2 separate regions of the Hordeum vulgare genome follow, and region 1 is linked to region 2. Evidence: chromatin contacts called from public Hi-C data. All regions are on one chromosome and are shown on one strand. Each heading gives the region's core, a stretch centred on a gene start, on an enhancer-like site or on the middle of the called end of the contact. The rest is flanking DNA. Distances are from core to core; before and after follow the strand shown.

Evidence for each region. Hi-C and Micro-C count contacts between places; a contact is called where the count stands out from the background.
Region 1: a Hi-C map of leaf shows a contact between it and region 2, with 3 times the contacts expected there. The contact joins the promoter of LOC123429951 here to the promoter of LOC123429935 in region 2. A contact is called at or near these places in 2 of 6 Hi-C or Micro-C datasets (leaf and seedling).

What each region holds. Positions count from the first base shown.
Region 1 is chr1H:248,865,562-248,870,316 of MorexV3_pseudomolecules_assembly, forward strand. It overlaps LOC123429951 (ubiquitin-conjugating enzyme E2 5-like), which reads left to right and starts at 1,752. Exons shown (of 6, transcript XM_045113919.1): 1 at 1,752-2,018; 2 at 2,129-2,208; 3 at 2,396-2,645; 4 at 2,738-2,790; 5 at 2,878-3,006. The coding sequence starts at 1,975.
Region 2 is chr1H:247,968,738-247,972,928 of MorexV3_pseudomolecules_assembly, forward strand. It overlaps LOC123429935 (silicon efflux transporter LSI2-like), which reads right to left and starts at 2,159. Exons shown (of 4, transcript XM_045113902.1): 1 at 1,984-2,159.

The DNA of each region.
Region 1 (4,755 bases), core at 502-3,001, 900 kb after region 2:
ATGTTGGCGACCTAGGATTAGAAGAGTGGACGCTATTTATTTATCTTGCCTCTTAGGCATATTTGGTTCTTGTCCGTACTCAATTCCGTTCCTTCTTCCATTTCATAGATTGATGTAATGTTGGTCGTGTTGACCTCTAATTGGTGAAATATTTATGTATTGGCATATGTATGCCCTATTGTATCTCGTATTAAACTCTTCTATTCATGAGTAGTTGTATTTATTGCGATGTCCACCTTATTAATAACATATGACCCTACTTGTATTTATAAAGTCATGTGTTGGGGAAACCAATATATGCTTCTTCCTTGGCGAGGATTCTAAATTCTTCGTTGGGGCTAGTACCACATGTTGGGCGTTACAATATTTTTGGTGGCAAAGGACGAAACTAGTGCATGATGAATCACCAGAGGATGCCATGATCATAACTTCGTCTCTTTGTGCCCTTGCATCAAACTTTACGACCGCTTATATTCCAAAGGCTGCACCCCCTCCGAGGGACCTTGTTAAGCTTGAAGTTGCTACACGCTTTGATTCTGATATGTTGCAAGGATCCCTTGGTGTAATTATATGGCAGGAAAACATGTGTAAAAGGATCGAGTAGGGCTCTGATGCTTTGATAGCCAAAGCAATGGCCCTTCACTTTTGGGCCCTCTCTATCCTTCTCAGCCGACCACAATAAGATAATTGTCAACTCCGATATCATGAAGTTGTAGAGACCATGATAGCTAAAGGTCACCCGACTACCATTTTTGAGGATTGCTACCACACGACTTTGTGATTCTGTTGTTTCATATTTTAAGATTGTCATATGGAAGCTCCTTTTGTGGTGAATGGATTGAAGATGCTCCTAGTGAACTTGTTTCTCTTTTTCTATATGATGTAGCTATGATTACAATTAAATAATCATAATAGTAATCGAGATAAGAAGAGAGATGAAACAAGGAGTGAAGCCACAAATAGCCACCTTCCGCTAGCGAGGTCATGGATCCTAGCCTCCTCCGGTCACCGATCTAGCAGTTGGAGGAGGTGGGGATGTCGATACTTGCCCAGGCATGTAGATATGGTAGTTTTAGTTCCTAGAGGTGTCGGTGTCATGGAGGCTTTGACATTGGCTTCGAATAATGGATCTTTCATCCTTCCTCCTCCCCGACGTGGCATTTGGAAGCATTCGGTTTTGGGCGGCGTTGCTGGAGTTTTTCAGCCTAATCATCAACGTCGTCCAACGGAGGGGATGGTGTGGTGCAACGTTTTCCTCCTCAATCTCCCTCTTTGTTCGGTCATGTTTGGCCAGAGGAGACGTCATCGAGGAGCTCGCGAGTTAGGTTTCCTCCTTCACTGGCTGGAGGTTCGGTTGTTCCTCTGGTGGTGGTGGTGGTCGTTCCCTATGCCGATGACATTTTGTGCTCCTCGGGTATGTGATGGGTCTCATCGGCGGTGACTTTCCTCTTGTTGTGTTGGTCCTCTTGGACTGAAGATCGAATACTCCCCGTTCGCGTAGATGTCGTGAGATTCAAGATCTGGCTGGCTTCGGGTGAAGCGGCCGCGGCGCGCCCTTGATTCATGTTGGTAGATGAGGTTGCTTGCTACTCTTTGGACCTGGATGTAATTTCTGGTTTCTTTGGGGTGCTTGTACTGCTGTTTGGTCCTTCAATATATATCTGGGGGCTTTTGCGCAAAAATAAATATAAAGAGGACGTTTATTGATTGTGTAAAAAAGGTATTTAGCTTTGTCCCTTTTCTTCCTCTCTGCTGTGCTTGTCTCGCCTCCCTGTTCCCCGCCTTCTCTCTCTGCGGCAGCAATAAAAATAAAATAAATCTCGCGCAGGCACAGGGAGGAGGACGACGCACGCACCGTCACAAGCAGCTCAATCTCTTTCTCCTTTTCTTTTCTCTGCCTCCTCCCTTATCCCCACGCCCAGGAGACGCGTCTCCGGAGGAGAAAGGAAAGATTTCATCTTTTTTGCCCCCAAGATGTCCTCCCCAAGCAAGCGCCGCGAGATGGACCTCATGAAGCTGTGAGGATCTTGGAAATTGTTTTTCTTGTTGGGTACAAGCGATTGATTCCTTCCTTGGAGGCTCGGTTTTAATCTGATTTTCTTGTGGGGCGGTTCTTGGTTGTTTGCAGGATGATGAGCGACTATAAGGTGGAGATGGTGAACGATGGGATGCAAGAATTCTTCGTGGAATTCCGAGGGCCTACTGAAAGTACGGTCCTTGCGCAAAATCCGGTTTCAATCCTGTTTATTGGGTTCATGATCCGCGTTTATGTTCCCGATTTCTGATCTAGATGTACTGCAAAGCAACTCTGGCGGAAATTGTGAACCCCCTGTTGATCGTATGACAAGTTATCATTTACAAGTGGTTTAGCTCAAGATTTAGGTTTCGTTTGCAGATGAATTGCTCGCTTGTTCATTTGCCCTGGAGCATCTTCGCAATTTGGTGAATTTAAGTACAGTATATTTTTTCTATTGTATGGAAAGAGCGGCTATATTTCTAATCAATTGTGGATGTGTTCTAAATTTGATAGGTATTTATCAAGGTGGTGTCTGGAAGGTTAGAGTAGAACTGCCTGATGCATATCCTTACAAATCTCCGTCAATTGGTTTCATTAATAAGATTTATCACCCGAATGTGGATGAAATGTGAGCGTTTTTACCATCAAATTCTTTTGGTTAGCATAAGTAACAAAATTCGCACTGGTCTGACCTACTTTTTGTTTGCCTGCAAAATGTAGGTCTGGTTCGGTATGTTTAGATGTTATCAACCAGACATGGAGCCCAATGTTTGGTGAGCACTTGCTGCCTACTATTTGTATGAGCACTCCCTGATTATAGGTTCTGTATCTCATCTTATTTTTATTTGGGATTGTTGTAGATCTAGTAAATGTGTTCGAAGTCTTCCTTCCACAACTTCTGTTGTACCCAAATCCGTCTGATCCATTAAACGGAGAGGCTGCTGCGCTTATGATGCGAGATCGCCCTGCTTATGAACAAAAAGTGAAAGGTGATTTGGTTCAACATTGTCCACTATTTGTTATTGATATCGAGTCTTGAGTCTCATTATCTAATCCTTGCTCACAACATTTCTCTACTGATCTATGCCTTTCATATGCCATGCAACCTTGCAAGATTGGAGACACATTTTAGTTATTTTGTTGTCTTTGTTGATATGGCATGCAATATAAGCTAGCCAACTATGAGTATATAGATCGTACAGTCTTCCTTGGTATGCTTGTTCTGTTATGTTGTGTAAACAAAAACATATGAACAACCCTTTGGTTTAACTACTATAAAATATCAATACAACTGGGCGCACTCCATCCTACCTGTTCTATTTTTTGGATAAAGTGCTTGTGCATAGTTCTTAAACTAATTTTGTAGCTTTATCAACAACCATACAGTAACACCGTAACTTGTGTGTTCTATAACATTGTTATTAAGGGAATCGCCAGTTTGCCACTTTAGAGCTTTTATTATTCTAGTGTTTTCTAGACCTTTCCTGGTTGATGTTGAGGCATTTCTCCTTGTCTCAGGTGGATCTTGTCAGATCTGGTTCTTTGCTGTTTTGTGAACATGTTAAGGATCTAATTGGGTTGGTTAGTTCTTTCATCCTAGGGCTGCCAATACAGATGTTCTTCATACTAACATATACAAACTGAAGTTAATTGAATAATTACTACTCCCTCTGTTCTCTTTTATAAGACGTTTTAGACATTCAGACACTGCCTAAATTAGTGCAAAGCAAGCTGTCTGAAACATCTTATAAAAACGAACGGAGGGAGTAGTAAGTAGTAACACATGCTAATCCCCCCCCCCCCCCCCCCCCCCCCCGGCGAGGGACAAAAAAAACCCCATTACAAGATGCCTCATGCTGTGCTTAGAATTGTACTCAAAGGATGCTCGAATCTTATTTCCCATCCTCAATACTATACACAACTTTAGTTATTTGTTTGTCCTATGCCATAGTTTGAACTAATTTTGTAGTTGCTAAGTAATTTGATCATAAACTGAGATGCAATGTTGTACAAGGTGGCCTAGGCAACCATCCACGTAGGCACTTGGCAACCCCTTGCCGCCTTGATATTGCCATAGTCGGCAGGCTATGCACTAGAGCCACCTAGGAGGCGAGTAAATATTCATGTACTTGTGTAGTTGCATGAACATAATTAAAATTGTTTGATGCGAAGAATTTTGAGATAGTAAAAAATGTATTATGAATGTTTGCTCTCGTGGAATACAAGGTATCCCTCAACTCTAGGTGTCAAACTTATGATATTTTATTTTATAACATCTTTGTGTTGAAATTTGCACTGTTGTCTGCTGGGCATTTCGCCTAGACGGGGTAGACACCCTCCTGCTTCCGTCCAAGGAGAGTTAGGTGCTCTTCTGCTTCCCTCCTAGTTCTTTTCTGTGCACTGCAAAAAGGGCAGGTGGAAGTATGATTACTCACCTCAACTAATCATATCGGCTACTTGCTACTTAAACCAATGATGATTAAAGAAATTTCTGATTGATTGGGTGGTGAAACTAAGCTGTCTGTCAAACCGGGACTATGGGCATGCCTAGAGGGGATGATTTTCTCCTGCTAGTACTTCTGTATTTTTCGTCTTTGTTTTTGACCGGGTTTTCAATGTCCTGGAGAAGTATTAGATCATATACATTTTTTTTGGCATATCTTTTAAGTAGGGAACAATATGGGATACTGAAAACATTTTCTTACTCTTGCCTTTTCTATTTCATTTTCAATATGCAC
Region 2 (4,191 bases), core at 909-3,408:
ATAAATTTAAACGTGCATTCTAAACCGTGACGGGGGAGTACAAAATAAAATGGTATATTTATGACACATAAATCATATATTATTGGTGTAATTGACGATCAAAACAAAACAAATTTTGAACTATGTGCGGCTATGAGGTGGATTTGGTGACTTCATAAAGATAAAAAATTGTCGCATCTGTCTTTCGGATATGCACATAAGGATAGGATATATTCATAGATATAAATGTTTGTGCGGTTAGAATTATGGCACATAATTTGTACTACCACCTCTTTTGCTCTATCATTGCAACATGTATAATTTGTCAACATGTATATATTTGGTGTAATTTGAACTATTTATGAAGCGAGTAAATGCAGTATTCGAGTACCGTCTTTCTCTCTCACGGGCCAAAAAGTTCAAATGGCCAATCAGTAAACCATTTCCTGTTCGTATGAATTAAAGCGCCTACGCAGGGGTCTTTGCATGGGACGTGGCCTTGTTAATCTGCTCGTCCAGAAGCTATCGTTGTGGCACAGCAACAGAGAGATCGATCAAGCTCAGTCGCGTGCGGCGACAAGGACCGGCCGGGCATCACATTCGCATGGTCGCCCTCTAGTCCAATCTGATAGGTCGGTTTCCCATAAACTGGCCGCGACGAGTATACCATCGGTGTCACTTGAAAACAGGTCAAAAGACCCAAGCGCGCGCTCCGTAGAAAAGCTTGGCGCGACGACGGCCACTCGCTCGAGGTCCAGGCGGAGGTGACAGCCGGGCTAACATCCATTTTTCGCACATACGCCGGCCGTGGGGACTGGCTGTCCTATACTTTCCCAGACTTGGTGCACAAAAGTTTTTATGGGCCCCCGGGAAACTCCAAAAGAGGCTGGCTGGCAGTTCATCAAGACGCGATCTTGACTGCTGCGACGTGACACGGCTACGGATGAGAGGAGAGGCGAGTCGACCTGACCCCTCTGAGAGGAGACGCTCTCGGGCGTACGGAGCGTGCGAAGCGACGGGAGAGGTGTGTGGTGCTTGTTGCCTCGGAGAGTGACCGGGAGAGCAACGTCCATGTTTTGTTTTGGCCTCGGGCTACTGTGAGCTCCCCATCGGTGTGAGAGTGAGTCGTGCAGTTTGCGGCCCGTGTGGGTAATTTCTTCCTGCGTGCTTGGGCAGGCAGATGGTATATTTTTTTTTTAACACAGAAAATCAAAATCACTAACGTATACTCATCTACTCGCTCCGTTCCTAAATATAAGTCTTTTAAGAGATTTCACTAGCGGTCTACATACGAAGCAAAATGAGTGAATCTATACTTTAAAATATGTCTATATACATTCGTATGTAGTTCATTAGTAAAACCTCTAAAAAGACTTATATTTAAGAACGGAGGGAGTATATGACACACATCCTAAGTCTATAACACAAGTTTTTCAAATCGGCACATCATTCTAATATTGACGAAGTCGTTACAGGCCTACACAGGACAAATTCAAGAAAATAAGAGCATTGATGCGAAATTTATGACTTGAATTCTGGTGAATTGAGGTGGGTCGTGTCTCGTGTGGAGTATTGCTGACCACATTTGCCAAGCGGTGAATTTCATCCCGCACAAGAAAGAATTTCATAGCTTATTGGTATGCAGCTGGATCTGCATACTTTATTAAACTACTTCATAAAGTTAACAACACATTGACGTACTATTAGTAGTGCCAGGTACGAACTCTGAACAGAGTGTCGAAACTTGGGACCAAGACCAAATCTGGGAACATGCATGCATATCAGCATATGTGACGGAGGGACCGTCCGCATCGGCATGCATGGCGTGGCGAAATCCTTCCGTACCAAGGCATACAAGATAATGGTTGTGTGGTACTATGTAGTAGTACATGGATGCATCGTCGTTTATCTTCAAATTAAACTCAACAACTCTTGTTAAACGAAGCCACCCAGCTGCATGCATGCTACGCTACGAGCAGAGAGAGAGAGAGAGAGTGAGCTTACATTACGAGGCCACACCAGAGCGATCGACACACGCATGCGGCCGATTTTCCCCTCTCGCCGCGCGGCCTAAAGATCCGGCTAGGGAAATATCAATGGCTTGTAGCTTGTACTAGAAAAGAAGAAATATGGGCATGCACTGCCGTGCAAGCTAGCTGCAGAGTGATATGTGTGATGGGAGGGGGTGCGTATAAATAGGCCGCCGAGAGCCACGCGGGCACTGCGCAAGGCCTCCTTGATTTGGAGCTTCGTCTTGATTTCCTTTTGTACTCTTCCAGCGTGTGATTGAGCCTTTGACACAGCGCTGGGCGTCCCTAGCATCACCGCATACGTACAAACACATATCGTTAATTGCTTGACAAGGAAAGATCAACGCCATACAAAACGTTTTCACTCGATTGACACGCACGGAGATGGGGTGGGTGGCCTCAGTCAGCCTCGGCCACGAGCCTTAGGGCCAGTTTTTATCACCTTGTAATTCTTCACAATCATAATTCTGGATTTTCAGAAGACGTATGACCGTCTTGATTGGTCCTTTTTGAGGTTGATAATGCAGCGGCGCGGATTTGACGAGAGGTGGTGTTTCTGGATCATGCAACTGGTTCGATCCGGTAGCACCGCGATCAATATCAATGGTGAAGTAGGCCCTTTTTTTCGGGCTTCCAGGGGGGTCAAGAAAGGAGATCCTATCTTCCCCCTGTTTTTTAATCTCGCTGTTGACGCTCTTGCTGGCATCCTGGATAAGGCAAAGCTAGCCGGGCATATCCAGGGGGTGGTTGGGCACCTCATCCCGGGTGGTGGGGTTTCCCACCTCCAATATGCGGATGACACCATGATAATGGTCTCAGGCTCGGACTCGGACATTGCTAATCTTAAGTTCCTTTTGCTCTGCCTCGAGGAAATGTCTGGACTTAAGATTAACTTTGATAAGAGTGAGGTGGTGGTCCTGAGCTATTCTGAGGCTGAGCAGCACAGGATCGCGGAGAACCTTAACTGCAAGCTGACAGCTTTTCCCATCTCTTATTTGGGAATGCCCCTGGCTGAGTCCAGGATTCTGGTTAGTGGGTTTGATCCGCTTGTGGGACGAGTAGCGTCCCGTGCGGAGCCTTGGTGCGGCAGGTTCACATCTAAAGGTAGCAAATCCATTCTCATAAGCTCTAACCTTGCGAGCCTCCCCATGTATATGATGGGGATATATCTCTTGCCCGAAGGTGTGCACAACGCCTTTGACAAGGAGCTGACTAGATTCTTTTGGCAGGCAAGAAATGGTAGACCCAAGTATCACATGGTGAAATGGGCCGACATCTGCGTGCCAAAAGACCGAGGGGGCTTGGGCATACCTGTGTCCCGCCGCATGTACGTGGCCCTGATGCTCCGTTGGGTGTGGCGGATCCTGCAGGGTGATGGGGGTTTGTGGCTTCAATTGATTGAGGCCAAGTACCTTCGACGCAGACCCCTCTTAGCCTGCTCGCTCGCGAAAGGATCGCAGTTCTGGAAATCTATCCAGAGCATTAAGCACGAGATTAGGTTGGGTCTGCGTGTCTCGGTGGGCAATGGGTCTGGGACCAAGTTTTGGTTAGATCCTGGTTGGAGGGGGAGCCTCTACGCTTTCGTTTTCCAAGGCTTTTTGCTATCTGCTCCGACTCTGTTGTCCTTGTCTCGCGTTGGAGGACGGATGTCATGTTTCTTTCCGCCGTCCACTTGGTTCAGCTGAGGTCCAGGACTGGGAATTACTACTGGCAGTGGTTCCCCTCCCGGTCTTGGCGCTCAGCGGTAGTGTTTCTTGGAGTCTTTCTCCCTCGGGAGAATTCTCTGTTAGTTCGGCCTACTTGGCGTTGTGTAGGATGCCGGTCCTCCCGTGGTTATCCCCACTCTGGAAGGCACCGTTGCCCTTGAAGATTAAGATTTTTGTTTGGCAGCTTCTCCGAGACCGTTTACCTTTTGGGACCGAGGTGCTGAAACACCATGGTCCGGGTAACGGCATTTGTCCCATGTGCCACGTCCTGGAGACTGGTTCTCATATTCTGTTCTCTTGCATTGCGGCACAGGCACTGTGGTGCTTTGTACACGAGGCTCTGGGGCCGGAGTGGGAGGCCTATAACCTTGCAGATTTTCTGCAGGTGCGGGCCACCCAGGTCGGCCGTAAACGCCAACTGTTTTGGCTGGTCTTTGCAGCTATGACGTGGACTCTTTGGACTACTCGCAATAAGA